Regions from separate parts of the Oryctolagus cuniculus genome. Here region 2 is linked to region 1. The links are chromatin contacts, called in public Hi-C maps. All regions are on one chromosome and are shown on one strand. The core of a region is the stretch at or near the end of the contact, and the rest is flanking DNA. Distances in the headings are between cores, read along the strand shown.

Region 1 (6,146 bases), core at 452-2,951:
CCCAGACACACTAAGAGGAAGCTGGATTGGAAGTGGAGTTGTTGGCACATGATATGGAATTCAGGCATCCCAAGTGTTAATTAACCAGGAGCAGCACAAATCCCACCCCCATACCTCAATTCTACAGATGAGTTGTTAAAGCCCATAGCAGTGAAATGTCACATACAAGGGCTGCCAAATGCCCATGGAAAATACGTAACACATAAAAATTACACATGAATATTCACAAAAAAAAATTTACTAAAATAAACTCACTTTTCATTCCATTCTTCCACAAACTCTAGAAGACTTCTCATGTGTCAGAGTAAAGTGGTAAAACTAGAAACTAGACTGTGGCCATCAGTCTCCAGGGGCCTCTTAACCTCCATCCTACATTACCTTTTTTTTTAAAGATATTATTTATTTGAGAGGTAGAGTTTCAGAAAGAGAAGAAAAGATATAGAGAAAGGTCTTCCATCTGCTGGTTCACTCCCCAGATGGCCCCAATGTCTGGAGCTGAGCCAATCCAAACTAGGATCCAGGAGCTTCTCCTGAGGCTCCCACACAGGTGCAGGGGCCCAAATACTTGGGCCATCTTCCGCTGTCCTCCCAGGCCATAAGCAGAGAGCTGGATCGGGAAAATAGCTGAGACATGACCCAGTACCCATATGGGATGCCAGCACTGCAGGTAGAGGCTTAGTCCACTAAGCTACAGCGCCAGACCCGATCCCACATTACCCTTAACCGCTTTTCCCCTCTTCTGCCCTCTCAGAGCTTTCACCCCTGTCCAACCACAAGACACTGTCACAGGGACCACAATTCAACTCTTATCCTGGAAGAGAAGTGGTGCCTCCGAACCTGGAGCACCGTAACAGAGCAGGGACAAAACCTCTGTTCGGACAGTAGCTCTGTCAGATGTCTCCGACAGCAGGCTGCCAGCCAGTCAGAGGGCAGCTGCTCACAGCTGCATTTCAAAGCAACACACTAAGGTAAGCTACTAACGTGTGGACTCAACCACTCCACAACTTGCTTAAAAGCCACACTGTGTTTCCTGCACAATGGCCGCAGGCCAAAACACACACATTCCAGTTTTTACGACATGCAGGTAAGCATTCTATTAATGGCCCCTTCCCTGTTCCCTCACTCTCACTTGTGTGTTGTGCTCTGCTTGTTCCTTCTCCTTGGTTTTTTCCTGTCTTAGCTCAGCTCTGCTCTCTGCCTTCCTAGCTTCCAGGACCTCCTGATCAAGGCTTGCTTGCCCATCTCCCACCTGGCTTTTCTGCAACTTCCTCACTGTGGCGGTTTCCCCTCCTTCTGGACCTTGATCAGATTTTCCCCAGTGACTCAGCTTCCCTGCCCCCATCTTCCTGTTGGCCAGACACAGCCTCCATTCCCTGCCTTTTCAGTGTCTTGGCTCCAGCAATGAGGACGTGAAATCTCACTCCAGTTCCCACTTCTCCCACTTCCGGCAGCCTCCATCCTCTCTCCTCCTCCATAGCTACTCCCCTTTCCTTCTGGACACCTGGTCCCCTTCTTTCACTCTCCTTCCCTCACACCCTTCACCTCTGCCCTTTGCTTCCGGAGACTCTCATCTGTCTTCCCCTCCAGCCCTTTGAGTCCCCTCCTGGTTTTCACCTTCCCCTCCCCTTATCTTTGTTTTTCTTCCTTCTGGCTGCTGATAGAGTAGGAGAAGTTGAGCCCCAGGAGCCAGTCTGTCTGTCTAAAATGAAAACTGCACAGACAAGGGGTCTTGGTGCCTACATGCAGTCTGCTCCTGACTAGAGCTGAGCTAGAAGGCTTCAGAGTGCAGTCACTCCGCATGCCAGGCATCCAGCTCAGTGCACAGAAGGCAGAAAGAACCAACTGTTCCTTTCTTTCAGTGATCTCGTGGAAGTCAAGGCCAAACATCAGGTTTGAGACATGTCATTAGTAAGATGTAGCTTTGGGGAGGGACTTCATGACTAAAACTGCGCCCTCCCCATGATACACATACACACACACACACACACACACACACGCATGCACTCACACATGCACACACAAATCTTTTGTCAGAGTAAACAGCCCTTTTCAGCTGTAATGCATCCAACTCTCACACTGCAAAATAAAAATTCTAAAAGGAACCAGAAGCACTACAACAGGAGATGTTGCTGCTGGAGAAAAGGCTGCTTCCAGCCCCTTACCTCCAGCCCAACAATACTTTTCAACTTGTGCTGTTCCTGTTTCCTTAGCAAAGCTTCCATTCAAGCAGAGCCGGTGCCTTTTCTTAGAGGACAGCGCCATCTAGCAGGTGAAATTCCAAACCCTTAGCTAAGTGCTGAGACAACCTCCCAGCTCCAATTTCTCTTTCTCTCAGCCAATCAAACTCCACCAGATCTGAAGTGGTGATTCAACCCGGTGGCTTTGGATATCTGAATAATGGCTTGGACCCCTCTCTGGAGCTATGTGGCACTCTTTGTTCCTCTGTCATTTCTGCTTTATCCCTTCTGTGATGACCCTATTTCCATCTGAATTTATGGGAGGGACACAATTAAGCCCATTAGAAAGGCAAATCATTTTTATTTCCCTTGCATAGCCTGATCAATCAGTAGCAGCTTATTAGACCTCTACCAAAAAGACCGAGAAGGATTCTAAGACCAAGTGCACATAAACAGGGAAGACTGCTGTGAAACACTGCCAGTGCCTGCTGAAGGCATGGGCACGTACGGCAGCCGCATGCTGGTCACATGTTTGCCTTCCCTGGAGTAGAGCATGTGCAGGACCCAGCTGCTGCATAACACCAAAGACATTCCAAGGCCACAGCAATTAATCTTCTCAAACCCCTCCTCTTACAGAGGAAGCAAACTGAGGGCCAGTCAGGTGATGTCTTACATAAGACCTCCCAGCTCTTTTGTAGCAATATCAAGACTATACCCTAACCTCATATCTCTTCTTCTATCATCCTTTCCAATATCTCAGGTTGCCTCTAGTGACATTCAGTAGGGGTAGAAATTCATATTGCCTCGACAAGAGTACCCAAGTCCTGCAATCTCATTCACCCAAGAAGGAAACATCTGAAGAGCACTGCCCAGAGTGGGAGCTCTGGCTAGAGTCTGTGACCGACTCCATGGCTGCTCAGATAACTAGGCACAAACGATCTCGAAGCCACACCTTCACCTTTCCAGAGAACATAGTGGCACCAGTTAGTGACGGATGCCATTGCTACAGGCATTGGCCTGGAGAGTGGAAACATGAATGTTATAGATTTTCCAGGTGCTGCTGATTTTGTGTTAAGACCTTGCAGTGAGTGACTTGGGCAGGAGTCAGAAAGCAAATTCTTGAATATTAATTAAAAAGCTGAGTTAAGGGACACGCTGTGATAATTCTTATGCCTATCCCAGTAACATAACCTGCTCCAATGGCTTTTGGAACAAACCTCTTTTCCTTGTAGCTTCCTGACCGAGATGCACCCCTAAATTCAATCCTACTGAAATTATTTCTGGCCTTTGTCCATTCAACCCCCAGAGTCATTTGGTGAGAGAAAGACTCCAAGACCTAGTTGAGCACTAGTAACTTCCATTTATTTGGTGCAAGTAATAGGCAAGGACTGTTTCTTAAAGAGTTATCTGTCAGCCACTGCAGGTGAAAGGACACACAAAGGTCCACTAGCTCTCTAATCCTGGAAAAAGTCAACTACAAAAGAGGAGATACAATTTCTCTGAGGCTCTCCAACATGCCCCAACCTTCCATGAGGCTGCTCAGAGACACTTTTGAGAAGCTGAAAGCATGTGCATCTACATGGAACTATTGATACTTGGTCAGCTTCTTCCAACCCAGCACCCTCTTACTCCACAAAGTTAACGCTCAATTATAATTTAGTTCTATTGATATCAGATGCCAAGTCAGATATTGGCACAACATGCAAAGAAAGAGTAATTCAACCTGGGAGCTGGAGAAGTTCCTTTACAGAGTCCATACATTTAAGTAGGACTTAGAAGAAAGAATGAGGTTTTGCCATAAGTCTTCATCAACAGATTAACATATTAGAGAGAAATAAAGACTATTGTGGGGATTTCTTAGTGTGGACTGCATCTGTACATGTTAAAGTCTCTGGATTTATTCTCAAATGGAGTTGTTAGTTCCAGGAAGGAATGCTCTCAACAGAAAATTTGAACTGACCATGGCTTACTGTGTCACCTCAGTCAAGTCACCCTACTATCCTGTGCCTTGGCTTCTTCAATCATTAAATAAAATTGACTTCCAACATCAAGCTCCATGAGACTTGAAATTTTAACTAACAAGTATGTAAAAGCTTTTGAAGATAAAAGGAACTGTTCAAAACAACAATAGTTACAGTAACAATGTTTACTGAGCACTTACTACCTTCTAGGAACTGTGTCTTGAGCTTATAAAATTTTATTACCACAGCAATCATTATTGTTGCCATTTTACAGTGGAGGAACTGTATTCATAAGAACAGTAACTTGATCAAATGAATCCAACAAGCACATAGTAGAGCTAATGTTGACAGATAGATAAGTGAGGGTGGTGCTCATCTTCTCCACCCTTAGATATGCTGGAGCTTCTCTCTTTCACTAGGTGTGGTTAGACTGTCTCACTGTTCAGGTCAGAAACTGAATCACCACACAATACCATGCACAGATTGAATAAATGGTGCAGGGGTGGTGCCCTGCTTGAGTCCCACTTGCCAAACCCCAGAAAGACAGAAAACCTCCTTCTGTTAATTTACTTGGGGTCAAATATAGTCCCAGCACATCACTCTCTCTTAGACCAGTGGGTGTCAAGAAGGGATCAATATGCAAATGCCAAGTTTTGCTAAAAACACACCCCAAGTCACACTCTGGATGGGGGACAACTAGAGCATGGGACACATACCCTTTCTCCTGTTATGAGGTCATTGTTTAGCACAACTCAACCCCACAGGACACCTCACTAGAAGCCCCCAGTCTTCTGAAAAGAGCTCTCTCATCCCCTTCAATGAGCATGGGCAGAACAGGGCCAACAGAAGTGGGTTCTGATTTCTCAGTGCCTTCAAGGCACAAGCAGGAAGGATCAGCTTTAAGAAACTGAGTAGCAGGCTGGCTAGGCACCCAGGACAGCCTGGCAGAGAGAATGACAGAAATGTGCTTGGAGGCTGGGAACAGCTGTCTGGGCCTTGGTGCTAGGCAGAGTCAGCTCAGAGTATCAAAAAGACTCTTATATATTAAGAAATCAGGAAAACAAAAGCTACTGATAAAAGGCACTAGCGCCCATGCTGCCTAAAGCTTGAGGAAAAGCCCTAAGTCACACAATTTCTTCTACATTAATGGAAAATGGGAATAGGGGTGCTGGTGCATAAAACAGGGGTACAGCAGAGCGTTCTGAGTGCTGGGTGTCCACCTGGGTCTGCTATAGCTAATTGCCCAATTCCTCCTCTTTTGTCTTCTTCTACTTCTTCTCCACAAAGCTTCAGAACTCCCTCTAGGCAGAGCACAGTGATAGGTGCTTTATCTGCATCATCTTATTTCACCTGAGCAACTCCTCTATGAAGACAATATATAAAGAGCTGAGAGAGAAAGAAACTGCAGTTCAGAGAAGGTTAAATAAACTCCCCAAGATTACAGATCTAATGTCCCATCCAAATCCAAACTTTACTCTAAAGCTTATGATCTTCCCATTGTACCACTTGCCTATAAAACCTTTATGTAGAGAGGGAGCCTGCCATAGACTGAGCATGGGCTATGTTTCTTATTCTTCAGTGGAAGAAGTTACCAGCTGTGTCACAGTATAAACCACCAAAGGAACCTTTCTTCAAAAGGGAGATGTTGTGAGAAGGCCCTATTGTTCTCAGAGATGTAATAAAGTCTTGTGTGTTAAGAGTTTGAGAAAGAGGCAGCCTCACTCCAGGGGAGGGAGTCAGTGGGGAGAAAGAGGGATCAATGTTTCCGGCTGGTGAAGGGGTGGACTTTGAAGTGAGGCCTTAACCAATGAAGCCGCAGACAAGTTCATCCGTGGAAGACGGATGAACAAGTAAAGGGAGCGCCTGAGATCCTGGTGCAATCACAGCAGGACACAAACTGGAACCTTGCTGGAGAATCATGCAGGGTTCATTTCACCAGCTGCACTCCCAAGTCTCTCTGTCGCGTATGTCCACTAAGAACTGACCACCACCCTTTGGGCTAGGTAAG
Region 2 (6,275 bases), core at 653-3,152, 340 kb before region 1:
GATGCCGAGCTGCGCTGCGCTGAAAGCTTTGAATTCCCCGGGAGATGGGCTCAATTGGGCCCTGGTGGAGACCTGCCTTGGGGGTGGCAGTCACAGAACTATTCCCAGCCGCTGTGCTTCACATCCCGCCCCAACACAAAAGGGAAGGATGAGTGACACCTCAAACAACTTTGGAGAGTCTAACAACAATTTTCAACATCAAACAAGCCACACATAAAAGTTGAAGACTTTTGCTACAAACCCAACCACTGGGAAATCACTGCCTGCCTGACATTAATTCCCCAGTCACTGTGAAGCCGTTACTGAAAATGCAACTTTTTTATTCCAAGTCCTTTAACGTTTCAATCTAGGGCATGGGTAACGTGGAGCAAATCCAGGTCAGGTCCTGCTTTAATCCCCAAACTGAGTATCAGTGTTAACTCCACATGGAATTAAGGCCCAGAGGTGAGGGCAGCAGAGACAAAGGGCGAAAGGAAATGTCTTGATCCCACTAGAATTTCCTTTCTTTATGTAGGCATCAATACACAATCTGAGTCACAATTGTTATTGTTGGTGCTCTTTTATAAGTGCTTTTAACCACATATCACATTTATATAGCATTTTGGGGCCTCCAAAGCTTATATATGTGTGTCATCTTCATTGATTTAATTTGCATTATGTGATTGCGCAAGTTAAATTGCAAAACGACAAAGTTAGAAGTAAGATGAAAGTCCAAGAAATTTCTAGCTTGGTTTTAGGATGAGCCCTCTTGGGAGAAGGTGTTAGCTGTTGATCTCACCGCCAAACAATGTCAGAACTTGGAACAACCTCCAGGTCACCAGACTTCTGAATTAAAAAAATGAAAAGCATTCAGGGAATTTCTGTGATTGCAGTAGTGTGTGACATTAGAGACAAAGAGAAAGGTGAAAAACTGATTTTAGAGACTACAGCATTGTGGAAAATAATCAGCTATTTGGGTAATTATTGTTAGCAAAATGGCACAGTCTCATCTGTGGTGCCATCAATGCCTTGGATGCCATCTTAGGCCCTGGACCCATCACCACGTTGCACAGTAGGCTTTGGTCCTAAGCCCCCTGGCCCAACCACTGAAGTCAGCTCATCCCCTACCCTAATTGGATTCACTTCTACTTCCCAGCACACCCCCCACAACCGGGACTAGAACCTGGGGTGTCAGCACCGCAGGCGGAGGATTAGCCTAGTGAGCCGCGGCGACGGCCGAGATGCCATATTTATCCAATACTGTTTTGATGGTCAGTAGTTGGTTTGCAAGTCTTTGTCCTCATTAACAGTGAGATGTTTATCCTGTGGACAACATATATACTTAGGTGAATGTCTCTTTAGGATAAATTCATAGAAATGGGGTTGTTTGCAATGACATACAGATGATTTAATACCAGTTGCCAATTTGCTTGAGGGGATACTTTTGGAAAAAAAATTTTTTTGACAGGCAGAGTGGACAGTGAGAGAGAGAGAGAGACAGAGAGAAAGGTCTTCCTTTGCCGTTGGTTCACCCTCCAATGGCTGCTGCGGCCGGCGCACCGCGGCCGGCGCACCGCACCGATCCGATGGCAGGAGCCAGGTACTTATCCTGGTCTCCATGGGGTGCAGGGCCCAAGTATTCCACTGCACTTCCCTGGCCACAGCAGAGAGCTGGCCTGGAAGAGGGGCAACCGGGACAGAATCCGGTGCCCTGACCAGGACTAGAACTCGGTGTGCTGGTGCCGCAAGGCGGAGGATTAGTCTAGTGAGCCGCGGCACCGGCCTACTTTTGGAATTTTAAGTCAGAAATTATAATTGTGGTGGAGTCTTCCCTGCCTTTAAGCTCACTACATAGCATCCCAAAATTTATAAGAAAGGCCAGAATGGGAAGAAATGTGGGGTTAGTGAACATGTACAGCACATTCCTGGTTCTGCAAGGTTCTTCATGCACTTCATCTCAGGTAAGTCACACAGGATCCTTTACAAATTTGTATCATCTGGCCAACTGATATAAATGAGAACTGGGAAGCTCAGAAGCTGGGTACATTTCTCCAGGAAAAACAGAAGTTCAGCACCAAATCTGGGCTATTCATGGGGTCACAGATTCCCTGGCAACCTAGATGGTGAGTAATAGAAGTGGAATAAAGAAGACAAGCTCTGACTCTGAATGTTCGCCTTAGAATCCACTATTCCTTTGTCTCATTCCTATTAACGCTCTGTAAAATCAGCATGAAGGGTGGGTACTGTGCCAACCCTCCAGCCATAAAAGTCAGCACCTGTTTAGGGCTCCTAAGATTGGCCTTTATCTTGCCCAAAGGGCTGCCTTATTGATGAGTGTAAGTCTGAGAAACAGGTGAGTTTCCTACTTTTCCAAGATCCTAAAATAGGAAACATCAGCCAGAAGCTGTGAAGGGAAGCCAGCCAAAGTGTGTGTTTGCTGGAAATCAAATGGTGGCCCCTCTGGGGCCAGGGGGAAATGGACCCAGGGGAATTTCTTCACCATCTGTTTCAGTCTCCAATGTGTCTTGATAGATGATTTTCCCTTATAACCCATTAGTCACCTCATCCCCCTCCTGGAGCTCTGTTCCTTGAAATATGGTTCTCTCATTTGAATAGCAGTGACTAAGTGCATTGGAACCTACTTAAATACATTCTAAAAGCATTAAATTGGGAACACGCAACTCAGCGATGTACCAATTGCCAAACTATAGTAAAAGTTGAACTGATTAACAGAATTTAATGCATGAAACATACATTCAGGAAGGCAGGGAGAAAGAGTAAGTTTTTCCAGTGAAACGTCAACCTAGAAGTTGATATTACGGAAGAGGTGGGTGGAGGCCATTGCCAAGAGAAAGTGAAACAATTGATGAAGACCCAAAGGAAAATGCCCTTGATCTTGAAGTTATTACTTCATTTTATGAAATACCTTAAAAGTCAATGGCAGACTATAAAGTCGGAAAGTCAATTGTTTTCTTCCCCGATGGATACAATTCCAATATGTGCATATAAACATGTCAGAGGGCCTTTAGAAAAAAAAAAAAAACTATAGCTTGAGATTTGGGTCATGTTTTCAAATAGCCTTATTACTCCTATTATGAAGTGGACGCTCAGGTATTTGGCCTGGAACTTTTATCCACACCCAAGTGGCTGGGTGATTTGTAATTTGCTATCCACATTCTCCAAGCTACTTGGTCAGTTTTAAAGCTTCAAGTTAGGCTTAATGTTTACTTTGTCAGAAAGAAAACACTCACAGATACACAAACAAGAAGCAATCACTTAGCGATCAGCAAATCCATGGCAGAGACTAATCACAATCTCAATGACGACCTTTTGCCCTGGAGCCAGAATTAGTTCCTCCCTCTGTACCTCCCTTCCTCCTCCTCTTCCATGCTTCCTTATTCTTTCCCTCCCTCCTTCTGAGCCCTTCCTCTTCTTTTCTTCTTGTTTTCCTTCCTTTTAAAATTTTCTTCTCCTCCTCTTCCCACCTCTCCCTTCCCTTCTGTTTCTCCTCTCTCTTCTTTTTAATGTCTGTTATCAGGGAACCAAATGATTTGCTTCTTTTTGTCTTATTTCAACTGATTCCAGCCTCTCTTGTGTTGGAAAGAGTGTGCAAATCTCAGGAGAAAATGCCTTTTTTTGGTGCAATGACTGATTCTGATTCTTCCTGCTTTTTGTTAAGCCATAAATAGCTCCTCAACAACTGCAAATAGAGAACATAAAGAAGCGCCAGAATGAAATAAAAATCTGTGCATTTCCTCAAACAGAAAAAAAATCTGCTTGTGTTAATTCTTAAATAAACAAATATTATTACACTCCCCTGATGACACGCCTTGTACTTAACTGGGGCTACAGTAGTGTACAAAGAAATAATTCTTGATGTCACTGATCTTGGAGTAGTTGATGGAAGCTAGCTTACACTGACAATCAGGGGTATGAATTTTTTTTAAAGATTTATTTATTTTATTGGAAAGAGTTATATAGGGAGAGAAGGAGAGGCAGAGAGAGAGAGAGAGAGAGAGAGGGGGGCAGGCCATTATCTGGTTCACTCCCCACTGGCCGCAACAGCCAGAGCTGCGTAGATTCAAAGCCAGGAACCAGGAGCTTCTTCCAGGTCTCCCACATTGGTGCAGGAATTGGGTCATCATCCACTGCTTTTCTAGGCCCTAGTATAAAGCTGGGTCAGAAGTGGAGCACCCGGGACTCCAAAAGGAGCCCATATGGAATGCCGGTACTGCAGGTGGTGGCTTCACCCACTATGCCAAAGCACTGGCCTCTGGATGTGTTCTATTGCCACCCTAAGTGTTTGCTTCCCACTGTGCATCTCTATGAGGTCATGAGGAGTAAACAATGTCTTCAACTCAAGAGATAGGCCCTGACTGATCTTGGTCAATGAATGTAATCTCATGCCCTTGCTGCAGGTATTGCATCAGAGATGAACAGTAACTGTGTTGATCCAATGAGATAAAGTCCCAGTTTAGTGACTGAAGAAGGAGACTTAACTCTTCTCTCTTTCTCCTTTCATTCCTCTCCTCCACATCCTGCAAGACAGGAGTGAGCAAGTGACTAGCCATCTTGTGGCTATAAAAGAGACCAGACTCCTCAGAATCAGCCCTTAAGGCATTTGGATCTGGCTAAAAAGCCTGTGAGAGCATTTCAGGCAATGGAAAGCCAAGACATTAAGGCAAAAAATGATCTACATCAAGGATCTCTGTGAGTGAGACCCCAGTGGAAAGAAAGCGCCATCAAAGAAGGAGATACTTTTCTCTGAAGGGAGGAGAGAACTTCCACTTTGCTTACAGCCCTGTCTATTTACCAACGGAGTTTGTGGACTCAAAAGGCTTCCATAGCCTTGGCAGCTCATGACAAGAGCCTCGGGTGATCACTGATGTCATATATAAGAGTGTCAATTGTTAAATCAACAGGAGGAATCACTGTGCACTTACTCTGCATGTAGGACCTCTGTCCTTAATGAGTTGTACTATGAGAATTAATGGTAAAACTTTCCTTCAAATAGTACTTTATACTTGGCATGTCTGTGTGGGTGCAAACTGTTGAAATATTTTCTTAGTATATAGTTGGTCTTCTGTATATAAAGATAATTAAAAATGAGTCTTATTGAAGAATGGGATGAAAGAGGGAGTAGGAGATGGGATGGGAGTAGGGGTGGGAGGGCGGATATGGGGGGGAAGAATCACTATATTCGGGTACTTATGAAATTTGTATTTATTAAATAAAATCTTTCTAAAAAAAAGAGAGAGAGAGAGCAGACTTTCATTTTCCTGTAGGGAAACTCGAAAACAAAATGTAGAGCAGAAAAACTGGGTCTTAGGTAGCACTGGTAAGCTTCTGAGTCAAACACCAAATGAAGTTTATTGATTTTCAACTACTCCATTTATCTATACACAATTTTAGGTGAATTTTCTACTACTTAGAGATTACAGAATCCTGATACAACCAGTGATATACTGTTCATTCAATAACATTGAGAAATAAAAGATTCTACTCACATAAATAATTCATTTAACTGAAACTTGTCACTATCAAGGCTACTTGAAGGATTTTTAATGGGAATTAGTATAAATTTTATTATAAACTTTCATGCTTAAAACTTATACAAAATGGAGAATGTGGAAAGTGCTGTTATAATCCAAAATGCTCCCCTCTATATTTTCACAGTTCTCTGACAGTTTCAGAACTATTAATGGAAGTTGGGTCATTGTTTATTTGTTAAACATTTCTGAATATTGTTCTTTTGAAGTTATAGCTATATTCCTAAGTTTCAGCATCTGTTCTGCATGAAAATCAATATTATTCCACATAATTCATTGTTTATAAATGTATTCTAAACTGGGAAGCCATATAGCTAAATGTGTTAGACTGTATTTAAAACAAGAGTGAATGGACATTAAGTGCCTTGGAGGCAGACTGAGCAAGTCACTTGCCAATTACAGGCTCCTAACCCTGTTGTTAGTTCATATAGAAAACTACCTGGGGAATAAGAAGACAATAGAGCCATGGGGTCCTGATATCACCACATTCTTTTCAAAGGGACAATTAGTGTGTTATCTGTGTTGTACAGCATATTATCTGAGAAAATTTCATTTCAAGTATTTAATTGCTCAAAGTTAAAATTGCTTCTCTGTACCAGTTTGTGTGATAGAGTACCTTTCTACATGCTCGTTTCAGGTAAAATAGTTTCCACAGGAGGTAAACTCTTAGATGTGGACACTTTTCTGTACAGTTCCAATGAAGGCAAGAGCTATAAAGATTACATCTCTGGAGTTAGCTTTGTAGAG

Evidence for each region. A called contact is a pair of places that touch in the nucleus more often than the background predicts.
Region 2: a Hi-C map of skin fibroblasts shows a contact between it and region 1, with 3 times the contacts expected there. The contact joins two enhancer-like sites. A contact is called at or near these places in 3 of 6 Hi-C or Micro-C datasets (embryonic fibroblasts, skin fibroblasts and an unstated tissue).

Annotation. Positions count from the first base shown.
Region 1 is chr6:45,062,071-45,068,216 of mOryCun1.1, reverse strand. No RefSeq gene overlaps it. Among named protein-coding and RNA genes, the nearest start is that of CLINT1, 300 kb to the right of the region's middle. Within about 2 kb of position 1,701, at least 2 of the 8 cell types and tissues checked have an H3K27ac peak or open chromatin away from gene starts, as enhancers often do.
Region 2 is chr6:45,402,793-45,409,067 of mOryCun1.1, reverse strand. No RefSeq gene overlaps it. Among named protein-coding and RNA genes, the nearest start is that of EBF1, 610 kb to the left of the region's middle. Within about 2 kb of position 1,902, at least 2 of the 8 cell types and tissues checked have an H3K27ac peak or open chromatin away from gene starts, as enhancers often do.